Linked DNA regions of Anas platyrhynchos: region 2 is linked to region 1. A link is a contact called in public Hi-C data. All regions are on one chromosome and are shown on one strand. The core of a region is the stretch at or near the end of the contact, and the rest is flanking DNA. Distances in the headings are between cores, read along the strand shown. Region 1 overlaps GPA33 (glycoprotein A33). Region 2 holds the start of LOC101794005.

Evidence for each region. Hi-C and Micro-C count contacts between places; a contact is called where the count stands out from the background.
Region 2: a contact with region 1 is called in a Hi-C map of subcutaneous adipose tissue, with 2.3 times the contacts expected there. The contact joins the promoter of LOC101794005 here to the enhancer-like site in region 1. A contact is called at or near these places in 3 of 8 Hi-C or Micro-C datasets (liver, skeletal muscle and subcutaneous adipose tissue).

What each region holds. Positions count from the first base shown.
Region 1 is chr1:96,766,311-96,773,504 of IASCAAS_PekinDuck_T2T, reverse strand. GPA33 (glycoprotein A33) reads right to left here. Exons shown (of 7, transcript XM_005017662.6): 3 at 6,531-6,741; 4 at 5,805-5,963; 5 at 3,384-3,497; 6 at 432-555. Among named protein-coding and RNA genes, the nearest start is that of GPA33, 8.8 kb to the right of the region's middle. Within about 2 kb of position 3,429, at least 1 of the 8 cell types and tissues checked has an H3K27ac peak or open chromatin away from gene starts, as enhancers often do. A contact at or near this core is called in subcutaneous adipose tissue, where this site is marked.
Region 2 is chr1:96,848,263-96,855,456 of IASCAAS_PekinDuck_T2T, reverse strand. It overlaps LOC101794005, which reads left to right and starts at 4,178. Exons shown (of 3, transcript XM_038184141.2): 1 at 4,178-4,504; 2 at 5,410-5,505; 3 at 6,089-7,194. The coding sequence starts at 4,378. The coding sequence ends at 7,008.

The DNA.
Region 1 (7,194 bases), core at 2,180-4,679:
AAATGATGACTGGTATATCTTTTCTCATGCCATTCTTCTTACAGCAGTCTTACTCTCATAAAGGAAAAGTTTTATCAGAGTGATATTTCTGAATACAGAGCATTATGGTGATTTAGGCTAGCAAGGACAGAAACAGCTATCGGGACTAGGGGAAATGAGAGACAATCATGATTTTATTTACCAAGTGGCTGTGCATGCCAAGGTTTGAATGTTTGAATTCTACCCCAGAGACTACAAAGGCATCTGGTGATAAGGGCATATTCTGTGAGAAGAGATGGGAGTCACTAGTGTAGAAACAGAAAGGAGGAAAGCAGTGCATACTTTCCTTGGTGACTTCATTTCTACTGTGCTCTCCACTCCATAGGCTGATAGCAGAGCGAGAATGTGTACCAGTGTATGTTCCATTCACTTTTCTAGCTAAAGGTACTTACGTCATCTCATAGTCGGTGTTCTTGTCCCCCCGACAGCAGCAGCAATAGGCTATAATACCAATAACTACAATTGCAACAACAGCTCCTCCAATGATGCCAGCATAAAGGGCAATGTTCATGGATGCTATAAAGGAGGAGAAATAGAATCACTGCATAGTCTGAGTTGGAAGGGATACACAAGGATAAGGATAACCGAGTCCAACTCCTCTCTCTAGACGGGTCTACTGAAAAATCAAACCCTATGTCTGAGAGCATTGTCCAAATGCTTCTTGAACTCTGGCAGACTTAGGGCTGTGACCACTGCCCTGGGGAGCCTGTCCCAGTGCCCGACCATCTTTGGGTGCAGAACCTTTCCCTAACCCCCAGCCTGACCCTCCCCTGTCCCAGCTCCATGCCGTTCCCTCGGGTCCTGTCGCTGTCCCCAGAGAGCAGAGCTCAGCGCCTGCCCCTCCGCTCCCCTCGTGAGGGAGCTGCAGGCCGCCATGAGGCCTCCCCTCAGCCTGCTCTGCTCTGGGCTGAGCAAACCAAGGGACCTCAGCTGCTCCTCATACACTTTGTCCTCTAGGCCCTTCACCATCTTTGTAGCCTTTTCTGGATACTAATAGTTTTATGTCCTCCTTATATTGTGGTGCCTGAAACTGCATGCAGTACTTGAGGTGAGGCCACACCAGAGCAGAGCAGGACAATCCCTTCCCTTGACTGGCTAGCAAGGCTGTGCCTGATGCACCCCAGGGTATGGTTGGCCCTTTTGGCTGCCAGGGCAAACTGCTGGCTTCTACTCGTTAACCAGAACCTCCAGATGCCTCACCATGGGGCTGTTCTCCAGCCTCTCATCCCCTGGTCTGTATGTATATCCAGGGTTGCCCCTTCCCAGGTGCAGGATCCCGCACTTGCTCTTGTTAAACTTATTACCTGATGTAACCCCATCTACTATAAACCTTTGAGCCCAACCCATTAGCCAGTTGTTCACCCACCACATTATGTATTTGTCTAGCTGTATGCTGGGTATTTTGTCCAGAAGGATGCTGTGAGAAACAGCATGGAAAGCTTTACTGAAACCCAAAAAGATTACATCAGTGGGCTTCCCTCAGTCATCTACGTGGGTAATCTTGTCATAAAAGGAAATTAAGTTCCTTAAGCAAGACTTTCCCCTAATGAACCCATGCTGGCTGTGACCAATGACTGCATTGTCTTTCAGGTGTTTTTCAGTAACTCCCAGAACACTCTTCTCCATAATTTTGTAAGGTACTGAAGTGAGACTAACAGGTCTGTAATTATCAGGACTTTTCTTTTTTGACCTTCTTGAAAATTGGAACAGCTTTTGCCAGCTTCAAGTTGACTGGGACCTTGCTAGATTCCCAAGACCACTGAAAAAAAGTTGAGGGAGGTTTCACAATGACATCAGCCAGCTCTCTGAGTACCCTGGTATTAATCCCATCAGGCCCCATAGATTTAAATGCATCTAGTTGCAGCAGCAAATCCTGCACAGATTCAGGGTTGGTTGGGAGTTTATCATTACCACAGTCACGGTTCTCCAACTCAGGGCTTCTGGGGTCCCAGGGCCCATCATCAGTGGTGAAGACAGAGGTGAAGAAGGCATTAAACATATCTGCTTTGTCTGTGTTCCTGTTTGTGAGGTGACCATCCTCATCAAGTAACAGACCAGTGTTATCTCTGGTCCTCCTTTTGCTTTTAACGTATTTAAAAAAAAATGTCCCCCCAGCACTGGCCAGCTGCAACTATAATTGGGCTTTGGATGCACAAATTTTCTCTCTACAATGGCGAACAGCATTTCTGTAGTCCTCCTGTGTTGCCTGACCTTGCTTCTGGCATCCATATGCTTTCTTTTTTCACCTAATCTCTAGAACAAGATCCAGGCTTAGGCAAGCCCGCCTTCTGCCCCACCTGCTTGATATTTTGGAATTGCCTGCACCTGTGCTCTTAAGAGGTGGCACTTTAAAACTGACCAGTACTGATGGACAAAGCACTTTCAAGAGCAGTTTTTCAGGGGATTTTACCAAGTTCCCTGGGCAGCTTGAGTTATGCTGACCCAAATCTAGGGTTGAAGTTTTGGTGGCAGTTCTCCTCCTACCACCACAGATTTTAAATTTGACTACCTCATGGTCACTATGGCCAAGAGAGCCACCAATCACCATTCCACCCACGACAGCCTCTCTGTTTACAAACAATGAACCTAGAAGGACACCTTTCCTAGTCGGCCGCCTTAGTTCCTGTATCAAGAATTTATCACTAATGTGTTTTAGAAATCTCCGGTACCTGTTTGCATCAGCTGTGTGGTATTCCCAGTTTACGCTTAGCAAGTTGAAGTCACCCATAAGGACAAGGGTGGCTGATCTAGAGGTATCTCTTAGATCCTTACAGAGTAATTCATTGGTGTCCTCATCCTGGCTAGGAGGTCTATAGTAGGCTCCCACAATGACATCCCCTTTATCTGCTTGTCCCTTAATCCTTACTCAAAGGCTTTCAACTGTGTCATTGCCAACTGCAAGCTCCATACAGCCCAGCCTCACCATTATATACAGCACCACCACCCCGCCTCACCTGCCCTGCCAATCCCTTGTGAAGAGTCTGTAACCATCCTTCATTAACACCCCAGCCACAGGACTCTTCCCACGAGGTTTTGCTTATGCCAGTGATGTCGTAGTTCTGGACTGGGCCAAGGTTTCTGGCGCCTCTTGCTTGCTCCTCATGCTGCATGCATTGGTGTAGAACCAAGTGTTGTTTCCCTCTTCAAAACTAGTTTAAAGCTCTGTCAATAAGCCCCGTTAGCCCACCCTGGTCATTAGCACTCCTCAGGGCTGCCTTTTAGGATCTCCCCTCAAGAAAGCATAATTTTATAATTTTGTTTACACTGTCTTTGCTAAAGCTTTCACATTTAGATTGAATATATCCTCTGGCACTATTATTCCAATAAGCAACTTAGTCTCTTACGTGGCACAACGCTGACCGTCATGTTGCAAGATTCCTTTCCCACAATGTTTGTTGAAGTGCAGATGTAAAAGCCAGATGTATCCGCTGAGATGTTCTTCAGAGTTATTTGCTCCCCTGTTGTGAAACACAAACCCAGTCAGGAAAAGAATTACAACAGGGAAGGAAATGGGAACAGCAACCCTTCAATTCTAGCACAGGAAGGTAGGAGCGATGAGAAGTTATTAAAGCTGATGGATTGCTCCATCTTGCTCGGGAGTTTCCACGCTAGTGGAATTTCGTGTGATTTGTGGAAGGACAAAGTGTGCTGTTTTGATCACAGGGAATGTGGCATTTGAACATTGTTTTTAGAAAGAAAACTGTAGGTAGAGGGGAAATAAGTATGTATGCTTAGTGAAAGCTTTTTTTCAGTGGGAAAATGGCCAGCAGCCCTCTTTGCCTACAAACATAAGACTGCACAAACCAGTGGTTTGTCTTTAAGAAGTGGTCATCTGATGAATTAACTTGTAAAACGGCAAAAAGTTATTCAATCCTCTAGCTCTTAGGATTTCTGATTTAAATTATCTAGCAGTTTTTTAGTCTGAGAGAAGACATACAGGCTGTGAAAATAAATGAAGAAATACAGTGGCATGGAAATGCTGTGATGCTAGACATTTTCTATCCAGCCTAACAGAGCACAGAACCATATATTAAAGTTTAGCTCCATCTGTCAGAGCAGTCAGTTTTTGCTTGTTACATCTCTAGCTGACACTTGTGCAGAGTCCATGTTTTTTCCTTGGGATCTACTGATAAAGGTCCAGATTCCTGCTGTAAAACCTAAAGGCTCCAAAAACTTTTGAGGGGCTTTCCAGTTATTTTCTGTGTAATCCTTGGTTCTTTCCAGCTCATGAGAGGGACTGGGATTCTGTTTAGTCTTTGCTGACGCCTAGTGCCAGATAGTAAAAGAGCAAGCAAACCAAGAAATAACAGACTCCACGTGCTTCATTTCTTAGTCTCAGCTTGCTGCCGAGCTTGCATCACTTTTTTTTTTTTTTTTTCAGTGTGATGTTTATAGCTCTCAGAATTGCAGTCTATTAATGGGCTGTAAATCCTCTTATATTAAATCACAAGTAATTGACTGGTGAGTTGATTTTGGAAAATGCATGTCAGATACTGTCAATTTTGGAGTGGCTCCTGAGGGAATTCTGGACAATGTGCAGCACTAGGACTTGCTTAGCACAAAGTCTTAGCATATTGCTCGTAGTGACAGTAGGGCATCCAGCCAGTAGGGGGGCAGGAGACAGCAGGCATGCTTACTGGACAGCAGTGCTCTGATGAAAACAGAAATAGTGGGGAAATGGCTCAGAACAGGCTCCTGCCCCAGGAAAGCACAGAACGAATGGGCAGACAGCTGTTGCTTTGAGACGGCAAATTACGGTGTGTTCAGGGCTGTGCATGATGCATTGGCACCGCTTAGTGGCCAGTCAAGTGAATAAGGTTTGTGTTTCTGTGTATGTTTCATATTTTGCATAATTTATGCAAGAATCACCTAGTGAGAGTTGAATAGCCTATAGTCTGATCATATTTAGTTTACCTCCTTAGCAGTGCTACTATAACTAAAACCAGGAATGGCAGGTTCAGACACATACTCTGTCCTTCTGACATTGTATGTATCAGGAAGAAAGGAAGTGGCTTGAATTAATAAATCTGAGTCCTGTGACACTGCTACACTTTAAAGGCTATTAAACCCTTATTACTGTATGAATAGTTCTACCAAAGGTTCTGTTATGGAAATTCATATACTTTTTTCCAGATTCTGACAAACCAAAAGCAAATAAAACATTAGGGCTTGTGTGACAGTCCTAAAGACTTGGAAGCCTCTTTTATCCTCAAAGCAGAAATGGTGCAACTGTTTCTCATGCCCCGTTCCTCTATGTGAGGAGTTATCTCTGAAAGGAAAGCAGCTTTCAGAGCAAACTTTTGTTTGCCTTCACACTAGAAAATGTGTAAGAATGACTAGAAAGTCATTGTCAAGAGAGAGGAGATATAAAAAACGGTTAGAAAATTGGTTGTTATTTCTCATACTATCCCACCCTTACATCCAGCAATTGAGAAGTAATTATTTCTGTTCAGTGCCAAAATGAGACGTCTTTCTTGCCAGGTAAGAGCTGAAATGAAAATCTAAGTGACTGCTGTTATTTCAAGTAACAGTCCTTTTTGCCCTGCTAAATTACTTAGGAGTATATGCTGCCAAAAGGGCAACTTCTTAAAATCCTGGTCAGAGAACTTCCTAGAAAATGAATTGAAGTGTGTTTTATTATTATTATTATTATTATTGTTATTGTTATTATTATTGTTATTATTATTGTTATTTGCATTTCAAAGTCTTTCCAGTCCTGAACTACAAGAGGACTCAAAGACTTGGCGACTTAGAAATTCCCATACCTTTTGTTGTTTGTAGTACACGGGGCTCATGCTGTACGTTGAAGCTTTCCCAGCTGTATGTGGGTTTTGGGGAGCCCTCATGAGAAATGCAGGTTAGATTGATGGTTTGGCCGTATTCTGCTGTGCCCACAATCTTGCATTCTGGCTTGGATGGTGCAACTGAAAGAAGGAAAAAACAGAAACTTTGTTACTCAGATATAGCATTTTGTTTCAACCCGTCTCCTGCAACTTTTTTTTTTTTTTTCCCAATTCTTGATGATCAGAAGCTGGCCATATACCTACCACTTTCTCAAAGGAACTGAAGTGAACTCTTGTCCCTAATTTTTTTTGTCCCTTCTTGACACTTGTCAGCCAAGAAGAAGTTGTAAGATGTTTTCTGAGATATCTCTAATAATGTTGGGCAATTCACCCTTTGATAACTTGAGTGTGACAAGCCACAGGGGGAGTGGGGAATGACCTGTAATGAGGCAAGGATTATTAGGAAAGTGAACTACATAACTCTAAAAACTGTATTTTTTGCAGTCAAGTATTTAAGGGAGTCAGGTGCTTTAAGCCTTCCAACCCACTACTGTAGTAGTAGGAAAAGACCAAAGAGAATTGAAGATTATGATTTACTGGGAAAGGTTTTTTTCTGTTAGAAAATCTGTGGTCTAAGAAACAGTACGGACATTAGGAGAAGGATAGTGGATTATCTAATGGATCTGTTTTTGCCTCCATTATGCTTACTGAGGACGTAAAGACTCGTGATTGCAGACTGCCGAGGAGGGTCATTCCGTAGACGAACACTGCATACATACGTCCCATTGTCTTCCATGGTTACTTCATTGATGGTGATACTGATGTCCCCATTCTCTACGTTACCAGTAAATTGTATTCGGGTTTCGTAGCCCTTGCCATACTGTACAAGTCCATCGAAATACCTAGTGACAGCATCATCCTGTCAGAGAGGGAGGGAAGCTAGTCAATGTTAGTTTATTCTGTGCAAGTCTACAGCCTAAATCCATGGATTAGCCTACTCCTAAGATAAGAACAACTTGGAAAAGAGCACCTTAAAACTGCCCCAGGCCAAGAGAACCTTAGGAGTTCAAAAGAGTTGAGCTTCCTGTCTGGAATCCCCTTCTACCTTATCTGTCAGAAACAACTGATTTCTTCTGCGGGGTCATATTTACTTTCCTCTCCATGACAGGACACCATGAGACTTTTCTGACATCCATATGTCAATCAAATCCCCCTATGATTACATATACTCCCTTGCTTTCTTCCAGCAAGGATCTTTGGTGAATAAACCCTTAGCAGTTACTGCAAGGAGAGCTCCAAGTTCTGCTTCTCCTCTCACTAATTCCCAAGAAGGTGAGAAGAACTTTAGAGGTGTTTTTATCTTCAAATACTT
Region 2 (7,194 bases), core at 2,929-5,428, 81 kb before region 1:
ATGCATGGACATGAACTTTTTTTTTTTAATTCCTATTTGGAAAATCTGTAAATTATTCAGCAAATTAGGCACACTTGAACCAAACCTAGCAAGAAGTTTGTTACAACAATGGGTTGCAGCTATTCCTGGGCAGCCCTGACCCAATATGTATTACGAGCATGTCTGATATATAACAGCTTTGATGGTCATTTTAGTCCCAGTTGGTCACAGGTGTCCTTGAAGCTTCTAGCAGAAAGTTCTCTCTGCATTCAGGACTGCTAGCAGATTTGATTCAATGCAACATGCTTAAAGCAGCAGTTACTACCCAGACACAATATGAATACCTCGACCTGGAATCCTTCCAGATAACTGGCACGTATTGTAGGCTGAAGAATGTATGTCTTTGAAACACAATTAAGCTGCTCTGAAATACTAAAAAATGGAACATGATACAATGATGCTGCTACGGTTTGGAAGTTCGCTGGCTTGTTTATTTGTGAGCATATGCCTAGATTCAGGTACTTGCATTTTTGCACTAATAAAGCAATTGCTTGCTTTTCTTAATCAATTTGGTAGTAGTTTGCTTCCTGTCTTTTTTTTTTTTTTTTTTTCTCCTGTGAAATGTAACATGGATGTAATGGAGACATATAGATATACAGATACTGATTGGATGTGATCCTGGGCAGCCTTCTTTAGGAGGCTCTGCTTGAGGAAGAGGCTGCACTAGATGATCTCCAGGGGTGTCTTCCAACTTCAGCCATTTGGAGATTCTGTAATTCCCATGTCAGAAACATCTGGGGGGAGGGGGGGGAAATGCTTTTGTACTTCAAATCCAAACCAGGGGATATCATTATCCTCTTGGAAGGCACTACACTTAACTTTTTGCAGCGTAAACAAGCAATCTTACCTAAGCTGTGGAAAATTGCATGTGTCACTGGTTTAAAGCTAAAATACTTACAGGAGCGTTTTCTGTCAAATGAAGAAGAAGACAGCAAACTGCTCTCATTGTTTATTTCTCTTTTAGCAGTTGTGCAGAATGTCAGTGCTCTACATATGAGTGATTAATGTATCACTCTGCACTGAAAGCTCTTTCGGTGCAGGTGAAAGTGGTTGATCAATAGGTAAGTTCAAGAAACAATCTTCAGTGTGCAGCCACAATCTTTCAAATGTCTTTAAAACTTTCCTCCATTCTATTCAGATGGCAGTTTAGCTGGTTGTAAAATAATTATTATAAAGACTGTTGGGTAGATACGGTATTCTTCAATATCCAGAGAATGGTAACACCAAAGGTTAGCTAGAGCTAGCAGCAAAGTGGAAAAATAGTTATTCCCCCATGTAGTGCTTCTCCTTTTCTACTGTAATTCTCATTAGGGTTTTTATATTGTTTTGCTCCAATGAATTCTTCATTAGACATGGGGTTTTGGTCATTTCAGCTGTTGAAGTGCTGTTCGCTTTTTTAACAAGAAAAAAAGTACTTTTAACACTAAATGCATACATGTAGAACCTTTTAAAGCTGCTATATCAGCTTTATCAAAACAAAAAGAGGTACTTCCAAATCTGAAGCTCAAAATCACTGAACAGTAAAGTTGCTCTGAAGTAGTAAAAAATGGAGACAAGGCTTGACATGGTGGTGCATCTGAACTCATACAACTACTTTGAAATGCAAGAACTTTTTTGAGAGCATATGTCCAGTTTCAGGCAGTTATATTTAAGAGTGACCTAGTAAATGCCAGTTTACCATTTTTATCAACCTGGAGATGCTTTGCTTCTTTTTATCTTCCTTGAAATATGATTGCATTACCCATTTTGAGTACTTCATTGCTTTATGCATTTTTAAAACAGCTAAACTTTCCTGGGAAGATTTATCCCAAACTGCCAACTTGTAATTAATGAATGGTCTGCAGGATGATATATGTATTGTATCATGTAATTGCTTATATCTTGCTCTTGGAATCACAGAAATGTCGATTGGAAGAGTCCTCCAGAGTCCAACCTCCTGCTCAAAGCAGAGCTATCACCAGCACCAGATCCGGTCAGCCACGGCTTTGTCAGGTTTGAAAAACCCCCAAGAATGAGATCCAGCAACCTCTTTAAGGTAGCCTGTTCCTCTCATCCACTACCCTCAAAATGAAGATTTTCTCAATATCCAGCCTAAATTTTTCAAACCACATTTGCCTTGTTTTATCATCTCCCACTAAGCTGGCATTTTAGGGGCAACTCCCCTTGTAGGCAAAGCCCACTTTGCTTCCACTGCCTTTATACATCCTTTCAAGTAGTTGTTCAAGCATCTTTGCTAGAGCAAACAGCACCAACTCCCTCAGTTTCTGCTCACTCTTTGTGTGCCCTAGGCTCCTAACCACCTCAGGAGCCCTTGCCAGTTCTTCCACATCCTTTTTGAAGGAAGGTCCATCCTTTCTGAAGGGCAAAACTGGACACAGTATTACAGTTGTGGCCTTAGCAGCTCTGAACAGAGAGGGATGATAACCTCCCAGTCTGCCAGCCATGCTTTTTTGGATGTAGCCCAGTAAGCAGGTTGCCTGAGCCATATTCTGCTTGGTGTAGGACCTTGGTGCAGATCCTCTTCAGCACAGCTCTTACTCAAGCAGCCAGCTCCCAACCTGTGCTAATGCACATCCTCTGACATGCATGAGGAACTTTGCCCTTCTCCTTGTTAAACTACATCAGGTTTGTTGGCCCAATTCTTGAGTTTCTCAGGTTACCTTGGAACTGAATCTTTGATGTATGAATATCTCAGCTCCCACTCCATTTCAGTATCACCTGCTAACTGGCCATGGATGTGTTCTTTCTCATCACCCAAATTGCTCATTAAAAAAAAAAAAAAAAAAAAAGTCATTACTAACCACCGGCTGTTATGGGTCATGAATTAGACATTAAAACGTTGGCTGAGCCTGGAGGACCAGTAAGTTTTCAGCCTCTCAGTTTCCAAAGCAGATGCAGTAACCCATCAGAAGCCTTATTAGAAACAAGGTATATTACATCCCCTGTTCTCTTTTCATCCCTATCACCAGCCATGTCTTGATAGGAATCAGGGTGGTCAGTTGGGGTTTGTCCACAGTTTGTCCACTCTGAGGTTTTCCAATCACCTCTTTTTCAATACGTATTTGGAAATGAATTTAGCAGTTTTCTTCACTGATGCTGGACAGCAGGCTGATGCCTGAGCCTACAGTGTCCCCTCCTATCAGTGTCAAAGCCATGGGCAGTACTTTAGCTTCATGTGCAGGACTACTTTCCTCTCTCTATTGTCTCTATGCATTTGTACTTTGACTGTGAACATATTGGTCCTCTACCCTCCATATTTCTAAGCAGATGTGCTGTGCTGCAAACATGACTGGGATGCAGCAATGCGCCTGACAGTCGTACTGCTTTACAAACTGATGGGGCTATGTTTTCCCTTTCATTCTATTTCGGTATTCCCAGCTTATTTTGTTGATGGCCATTTCTCCATCTGTTTGGACCCAGAGAAATCACAGACTGCAAGCCTAACGAGCCCATATCAGACAGACTTCTCCAACAGCAAGTCTTTAATGCAAATTGACGCTTAAACCTAACAAACAAAGCCTCCGCGTGACAAAACAACCTTTCTCATTTCACTCCTAATTGCAATTCCCATATTGTTTAGGGCACACAGTCACTGAGGTTTCTGACTAACTCAAATCGCTTTTGTGCCTTGCTAACAATCGCTTTAAGTGAAAAGGAAATCTGAGTGGCTTTGGGGGTGTTTTTTATGCTTTGTTTCTAGGAAAGAGTCCCAGATTCCTTGAAAACCGCTCGTTCCTGTGCTGAGCCTGTCAGTTTTTGTGCACCACCACGAAGCACACGCTGTGTATTGGGGCGTTTTAGCTCCTAAAAAAGCTGGGTAGTTTTCTGTAGGATGACACTGCAGCAGTGTGGCAGCGGTCCAGGCCCACGGCAAGGCAGCAGGGAAGCCCAAATGTCACCACAGCGAGCAAACAAAGGCACCATGGCACGAAAGAGGGCTCCCCTCACACCCCTGAGACCCGGCCACCTCCTCCCACAGCCGCCCCCCGCAAGCCCCCCTCGGCCCGAGCTCCTGCCTGACTCGGGGCGGGGGGGGGGTGGAGGGGCAGGGCTGGGAGTCGCCCCCCTGCCACCCCATCGTGCCAGCCCCAAAACAGCCAGGCTCGGCGCTGCTGGGCCCGGCTGCTCCGCCCAGGAAGCGGCGCCCTTTGGCCGCGGAGCAGGAAGCGGCAGCCGCCGGCAGCGGGGTTGGCGCTGGGCGCCCTGCAGGTAGGCGCGGCTCGGCTCGGTGTGGGGAGGGGGGCTCCCATCGCACCGACACGAAGCCAGCATGCCCCGGGGTGACCAGCGCCTGGGGGGCAGGCGGCAGGAGCCCGAGGAGCCCGAGGAGCCCGAGGGATGGAGCGCCACGCTGCCCTGGTGCCCGCAGGCTGCACAGACACAGACACGGACAGACAGCCACAGCTACAGGAGGGCTGCGGGGCTGAGCGGCCGGAGGATGAATGTCCGCCTGCAAGTGGCCGAGGTAAAGAAAATAAGTCATTGGACACAAAATCTGCTGTTGTGATATGTGCTATATGACTGTACTAAAGTCAAGGACCCCAAATGGCACGGTGTGTTTGCCAAAGGTCCGGATCAGACACTCTTCCCACCTCATTTTAGCAAAGCTATAAATGTTGCATCCAGTAACCTCCCAAACCTACATGCACAGGTGTTCGTACTGCCTTGGTTTTCACATTCAAACAGTAACACCAAGGATGTGTTCCTGCCAGTAACAGAAGGGAACTAACTCTTCCTTCTGCCCTGTCCACTTGCTTTGAGTTGGCTTGTGCCATCAACCTGTCGCAGCGGTTTCTTGGTAGTGGTAAAGTCCTGAGGGCTGTAAGGCTGCAGATAGCCCTACCTTGGAACAGCTTGAAATGATGTGTCTGCAGGGGTAGTCCCCTTCGGCATTCAGGGAATATTTAAAGCAGGAACTCAGGTTATTCTAACTTCTAAGGTTTCTTTTTTGCACATCTGTTTTTTGTTGTTCTCTTTCTCCAAGGTTCTAGTTCAAGAAGTCTCAGTTGTCTCCTTGATTCTGGCATTATCTAATCCCTTATTAACAATTACCTTTCAGTAAATAACTGCTAGTGATGAAGTGGACCACAATGAGGCGCCATCACTGCATGGTTTTTACACCAGAGCCCGACTGCCCAGTTAGCCAATTGCATCTGGAGCTTGAATAGTTGTCCAGAGGTGTATTTTTCCTTTGGCTCAGCCATAAGTAAACAAGAAGGATTGGTGGCTTGAAGCACAGTTCAGGGAATATGTTCCTGAAGTGATGCCTGTTCCCATATTCAGCAGGTGCAGTAGATTTTAAGGTATATTCTGTGATGCACTCTTGCTGAATATTCAACTAAGTTTAATTTTGTTTGCTTTTGTAAGAAGGATTCCTGATTGCTGAACCTGACATAAATGCCCAGATGGACCAAGGAGAAGATCAAGATCATGAAGATCATGAGGTGCTGGAAGAGATGCATATGGGTGAGAAATAAAGCAGATAAGTTTACAAACAGAGCAAGCAAATTGTTCTTTGAGCTTCCTCAAAGTTATTTAAACTGCTTCATTTCATCCAACTCATCCTGAAATCTTCTCCTTCCTCCCCAGGGCAGGCAGACCACCTGCCCTTGTCAGTGTACTGTTAAAAATATGTATGAGAAGACATAGTATTAAGACAAAATATGAAGGTTTCCCAGGGGCAAGGAAAGACCCATCACTGGAAGTGTTCAAAGCCAAGCTGGAGGGGGCCTTGGCCAGTGTGATCTAGTGGGTGGCATCCCTGCCTATGGCCGGGGGGTTGGAGATGGATGATTTTTAAGGTCCCTTCCTACCCAGGCTATTCCGTGATTCTATCAAACACCTATAGCATCCTGCTGTTTGTGGCACACATGCTCTGTGTCGCATGGTGAGGCTATGCTCCTATGGCTAGATTTTGCTTTGCTCCCAGTCCTTCCCTTTACTGCTTCTCCTACACAGTGCAGGCCAGGCTCCCTGGGAGAAGAGCTTGCCCATTCTCTGCCATGCCATCTCCAAGCAATAATCACAATTACTTGTGCATTTTTTCCAGGTGGTGAGGTAGATCCCCTTCGCAACCACTTTGCAAGCGCAGATCAGCAGGACGTGTTGGCAGTGGGGTCCAGAGGAGGAGACCAACAGTTGGGTGATGGCCACGGAAGTCAGCGCGGCTCCTCAGAGGCACAGCGAGGTGACTATAGGCCGGCAGAGGAGGCTAAGCTGCCTTGCTCTGCCATCAGCCTGGTAAAAAGACAAGAGAGAGGGGTGGCAGCAGCCTCACGGCGAGCCCACCGCGCAGAGCGGCCCACCATCTGCTCCGAGTGTGGCAAGGGCTTCAGCCGGAGCATCCACCTCATCCAGCACCAGCGCATGCACACCGGGGAGCGCCCGTTCCTGTGCGGGGAGTGCGGCAAGGGTTTCAGCCAAAGCTCCCACCTCATCCAGCACCGGCGGGTCCACACGGGCCAGAAGCCTTACACCTGCACGGAGTGTGGAAAGAGCTTCAGCCAGAGCTCCAACCTCCTGAAGCACCAGCGCATCCACACCGGGCTCAAACCCTACGTGTGCAGCGAGTGCGGGAAGATCTTCAGCGACAGCTCCACCTGCATCAAGCACCAGCGCATGCACACAGGCGAGCGGCCCTACAAGTGCCCAGCCTGCGGGAAATGCTTCAGCCAACACTCCCACCTCCTCCAGCACCAGCGAGCCCACGATGGTGTCCGGCCTTACTCCTGCGGGCAGTGTGGCAAATGTTTCGGGCAGAGCTCTGACCTCATTAATCACGCTCGGACCCACACGGGTGAGAAGCCTTACAAATGTAGCCAGTGTGGCCGGGGCTTCAGCGGCAACTCCAACCTCATCAAGCACACCCGCATCCACACAGGCGAGCAGCCGTACCGCTGCACCCAGTGTGGGGAATGCTTTCGTTTCCAGCCCCAGCTGGTGCGCCACCAGAAACACCACACAGAGTAGTTGGCCCTGGGGACCATGGGCAGCAGCTACGTGGTGCTGTGAAGACACCTGGACACCTCACGTGGGGCACGGATTTGGGGGGAGGGAGCCCTCAGAGACCGTCCCCTTTTCTTCTGGGCAGGCCTGTTTGTGAGCACTGCCCATGCACACAAGAAAAGAGGGAAGCCACTGCCAAATGAACTCGTG